Regions from separate parts of the Gossypium hirsutum genome. Here region 2 is linked to region 1. The links are chromatin contacts, called in public Hi-C maps. All regions are on one chromosome and are shown on one strand. Each heading gives the region's core, a stretch centred on a gene start, on an enhancer-like site or on the middle of the called end of the contact. The rest is flanking DNA. Distances are from core to core; before and after follow the strand shown. Region 1 holds the start of LOC107957311. Region 2 holds the start of LOC107898039 (3-oxoacyl-[acyl-carrier-protein] reductase 4).

What was found. A called contact is a pair of places that touch in the nucleus more often than the background predicts.
Region 2: a Hi-C map of leaf shows a contact between it and region 1, with 1.5 times the contacts expected there. The contact joins the promoter of LOC107898039 here to the promoter of LOC107957311 in region 1. A contact is called at or near these places in 2 of 34 Hi-C or Micro-C datasets (both in leaf).

The regions. Positions count from the first base shown.
Region 1 is chrA05:49,340,780-49,343,479 of Gossypium_hirsutum_v2.1, reverse strand. LOC107957311 reads right to left here and starts at 1,420. Exons shown (of 6, transcript XR_001700405.2): 1 at 775-1,420.
Region 2 is chrA05:49,755,612-49,758,325 of Gossypium_hirsutum_v2.1, reverse strand. It overlaps LOC107898039 (3-oxoacyl-[acyl-carrier-protein] reductase 4), which reads right to left and starts at 1,416. Exons shown (of 11, transcript XM_016823598.2): 1 at 977-1,416; 2 at 398-540. The coding sequence starts at 1,160.

The DNA.
Region 1 (2,700 bases), core at 171-2,670:
AAAAGTAAACCCAGATCAAGAAACAGTGATATACAAAGGAAAGTTTTTCAAGTGCATCGTAGTTTCATTATTATTACCAATATGGCTGATGCTAAAACTACTAGAAAATTCAGACTGTGCTGCTTCAACTGTTCATTCTGACGGAAATACCTGTATTCAACACATTTCGACATATATATAGGGATAGGACCCCAAGAACCCACCAAATACATGAAAAACTGAACTCAAACTCATCCAAATCCGAATAACATAGTATTCAAATTTCTTGTTTTGTTGAATAACATAGGATTCATTATTATTACCAATATGGCTGGTGCTAAAACTACTAGAAAATTCAGACTGTGCTGCTTCAACTGTTCATTCTGACTGAAATAACTGTATTCAACACATTTCGACATATATATACGGATAGGCAAGAACCTACCAAATATATGAAAAACTGAACACAGACTCACCCAAATCCGAAGAACATAGGATTCAGATTTCTTATTTTGTTGAATGATCTAATTAAACCGAAATGTTATTACTAAAATACTTAGTAATTTCCAAATCTATAAAACAAGCAAAAGTCGAAGTCAGTGATCATTGGCTAGGATTAATCTTTCTATTTTAGTAACAGTGACCAATCCAGCAACATGAATCCAATATTTAACATTAAATTATAAACCAAAGATCAGAACATTGAATGCGTTAATCATATGATAAGGCAAGGTATAAATACTAACTAATCGATTTTAACACCACAAGTTTTCGAAGAAACGAGAGAAGCTTTACCGCAATCTGCTTAACATAGAGATCGGTAAAGCGAACCATTTGACCACCGTATCGATCAACGAACAGAAACCTACGGATGCCGTACTTTCGGAGATTAAACGAAATGCAAAACAAAGAAACGGCCGCCAAACAAGCCTGAGAAGCCACGATACCGACCTCGAAATTCTTAATCTGGTACATCTCACAACCGTCGCAATCAGAAAGTTCCAGCGCTAAAACCGGGACCAAAACCCCGACCACCGTGAACGCCGCCCAAGATAAAGAAAAACTCAGCAAAGACGACTGGTTGAAACCAAGGCAGGTCAAAAACCTCTCCAAATATTCCAACGAATCATCGAGACGGTTACTCGTTCGGATCTCTTGCTGCCGCTGGTGGAGGCCTCCAACGGCGTCGTTTTGAAGGTTTGAACTGAGCAAAGGGATTTGCGCGGGAGGCGGTTGCTCTTCATCTGATCGTAACTGAGTATTATCACCCATAAAAAGAAATGGAAAAAGATTTTCAAAAATTTCACTCAATCAGCTCTAAATTTTTAAAAAAATAATAGAAATATATTTCGCTGTTTCTTAAGATCGTTGATAGAAAAAAAAGCAGTGAAGGACGAATTTTTGGAGTGTGTCGGAGGTTATCCCTTGATGGTTGAAATTTTTTTAAAATTTTTTTTAATTATATGGTGAGGAGGGTAATTATTGAGCGAAGTCGTTTTTATTGAAATTTAATAACGGTTAGCTTATGATCATGTGATTTCAGCCGTAGATATACTGAGATCTCTGGCCAATTAGCGTGTGATTATGATCAAGATCTTTGTGGTGAGTTATTGCTGATAATCAAGGCGTCAGATTAGTGGAAGTGGGACCGGACTTTATTACTTGGAATTTGTACTCTCTTATTTTCATGAAAGCAAGTAAAGAGACATCCAGTGCAAATTGTATTTTAAAATGTATTTGATAGAAAATATATTAATATGTTTAAAATGTATAAATATGATAATTTTTTTTAATTCAACAGACTGACATTTTGCTAAGCACATTAAATAATAATTTGACACTGAATCCCTCTAGCCTAGGTGCTTCTGCCCTTTTATTATAATTTGGCTTTTTTTTTAACTTCTTTTCAATAATATAAATTTTTTTTGAAAAGAATTAAGATAATTTATGAACAAAAAGAAGATTAGGTAGATAAAAATACTCAAATAAATAAATAAACATTACCACATTGAATATAAGCAAATTTATTAAGAAATTTCGTTCAAAAAAAATATTAAAATTTTGTTGAAATTATTACGAAGGAGGGTTGGAGTTTCCCGCCATAATTAAATGCAAGGTTTTTTTAAAGGTAAGAAACCGAACAGAATGCAAGTTTTAAAGGAGAATAATATAGTTAAAGTAGGTACTTGGCGGATTAAAGTGTATTACTGGAAATAAATTAATTTGTTTAATTAAAATTTTGAGTTTAAATTGTTTTGTTTCATTTTTTAAAAATAATTCGAAAAAAGACATTATATTTTATATTTGTTGGGACCAAAGCCAGGTTCGCGTAGGAGAAGAAAAAGACAAGCAGAAACATATAGACTAACCATTGCTATTATGTTTGATATATAATTAGGGATAATGATAAATTTAATATTTAATGTAAAAGTTAATTTTATACCGTTTCATATTTTAATTATCTCCTTTTGTTTTTAACTCTCGCAATGCTTTTGTTCTTTAAATTAATTTTTCATTTTAAGCATAATTTTGTAAGAGTCATATACTCATTATATTGTATCGTTTCTTATTTCTTCCACTCAATTCTTTTGAAACAACCGAGGTACCTCTACCTAATCCCTCTATATTCATGTTTTGGTGTCTATTTCATAATGCAATAAGAGACTAAAGATATGGAAATGTTCAAGTTTTAATTAAATTTTCGGCTCAAGGTTTTAATAT
Region 2 (2,714 bases), core at 167-2,666, 410 kb before region 1:
TTAAATTACTTGAAGGACACTTGATATGCAATTATTCTCAGCAAAGAAGCATGAAAGGCTTCAGGACACTATATAGTGTATAATGGACCACCATTTAGAGTTTGAAAAAGATTTAAAATATAACTTAACTTTAGATTATGGTAATCATAAGCAGTATACTCTGAATAATTGATGAGATGATAACCAGTTCCATTTTCAAGAGATACAAAACTACATGCAAACCTGATACAAATCGAGGTTTAATTATTATTAATATTATTTATAAATTTTAAACATTATATGACGAAGATATCTCCCAGTTGTAGTTTCAGTCTGCAAGTTACATTCTTCCTATGGCTTTACAATAAAATTTAAGGTGATAAGGGCAGTAAGATCCTGAAAAAGGACAATCACTAACCTTGCAACCTGCTTTACCTAAAGCCAATGCAACTGCTTTACCGATGCCTCTAGAAGCTCCAGTAACTATGGCTACGGGAGCTTCTACGTTTTGAGCTGCTTCAATACTGGCTTGTTCAACAGTGGCAACCTGAGCTTTTACACCTGGAAAACAAACCAAAAACTAAAAATACTCAAAATCCAAAATTAATAGAAAATACATCTCTCGTAAATGATCAATGATCTCTCAAATTATTATTATCAGTTAAAACAACAAAATTCCACAAGCTCCAATAATAAATTTGACGATGATTCGGTATCCTTAAACTAAATTAAATAGAAATGTATCTCTCATAAATAATCAATTATCTGTCGGATTACTAACAAATGCAGCTTATTATCAGTTATTAAAGTAGTTAAACAACAAAAGTCCACAAGCTCCAAAGATAAACTTGACTACAGTTCAGTATCCTTAATTAGCAAACAATGTTTCCAAAAAAAGAAAAGCAAACATGCTGAGCTTTCTGCGAAATTAGCATAAAATATTCCATAAAGATGAAAAAGGAGAGTGCTTAAAAGCCAACGAAAAAAAAACAAATACCGGAGGAGGCAAACGATCGTTTCGATTGGCACTGGAGACCGATAGAGGGCCACGCCTGAACCGATCCGAATCCGCCGGAAATCGGAGACCATTGCCGAATCTGAACAAATTTTCGGTCAGTAGGATCAGCAAACCTCGCGGCGGGTTTTAGAGCGACGACATTGGATCCGGTAACAGCAGCCATCGTAATCGGAGCTCTGAGGAATCTGCGAACAGCGAGGATAGAATAAGAACGGGAAGCGAAGAGGGAAGCCAGAAAATGAAGCCTTTATATAAAGCCGAAAGGGGAACAAAAAAAAGGTTTAAATGGCGTTTGAATTTTGTTTTAGCTTTGCTTTGGGAAGTCCGGAGAGTGTTAAAGAGTGGGCGAAGCTAACGAAGTGGGTGAGGACTGTTGTTATTTAATCCCAAAGATTGGTTGAATCGAATGGGTCTTGGTTTAGCCGATATTTACAATGAAAACCACTGCCTCTAAATGGCCGATGGTAAAGCGGTAATATCCTCTAGGTGGCAATGCAGTAAAACAGTCTTTTGGGCACCTTATTGTAAATCGGATCATTAATCCATGGAAATTTAGATTTAAGGAGTTCAACTGCAACAAGCCGATGGAATTAGGGAAGAAAAAACTTAAGGTGTTCTTTTATTGAAAAAATAAGAACATTTAGTTTTTCTATATCCACTAGAATTTTACACACGCGTATTTGTCACGTAAAGAGTGTTTCAAGGAGTCCAATCAATTAAATATGACTTATTTGATCCACCAGAATTGATTTAAAAGATATGATGTCTTAGAATATATAATTTTGTAATCTCAAGGGATTGTGTAAATCCTTTAAAAATCTCAATTGTAGATAGACTCTAATCTTGATCGTTGATGTAACTCAATTTATACCGTTGGATTTTAGAGGAGCTCAACTATAAATAGAGGTCTTCCCTTTCATTTGTAATCACTCAGTTGTAACCTTTTAAAGTAATAGAGATATTTTAAGAGCATTTACTCAAATACTTGGTATGATTTTGCTTTCTTGTAATCACTTAGTTGTAACCTTTTAAAGTAATAGAGATATTTTAAGAGCATTTACTCAATATGGAAGTGATGCAAGGGATGCACAATTCTACTACGGATAAGCTGATAGTGAGAGAAGATGCTCTCGATGTAACAACTTGTTTTAAGTGGTGTTTGAAATAATGGTTTCGAGACCATGATTCTGACTAGTGAGTTCGTATTTTATTATTTATTTAATATTCATAGAGTTATTAGAGTGTCATAGTAAAATTTGGTTAGAAAATTTTAACGTTTAAATAGTTAACTTAATAAAAAAGGATTAAATCATAAAAGCTACAAAAATTAATAGCTATAAGTTTAATTATATTAAATAGTTATAAAATCATGAATTTAGAGCTTTATATGGTAAATCTACCAATTTATTTTATAGTGGACGGTTAGGTGATAGTTTTATATTAAATTTGATTAATTAACAAAGGTTAAAATGGTAAATTAGTAAATAAATTAAAAACAAAAGATGATAAAACATGTTATCATCTTCATTTCACCACCACCACCGATTCTAAAAAGGAAAAAAAGAAAAAAGAAAACAACATTGTTGAGTTCCTTTAGGTTCGGCCAAGCCAAATTCCAAGTGCATGGTATGTGTTTTTCTTTCATTTTTAGTGCTTTTTATGTTTTTGAGTTCGTTGTAGCTTAATCTAGCTAACCCGAGAACTAATTCGTAGAAAT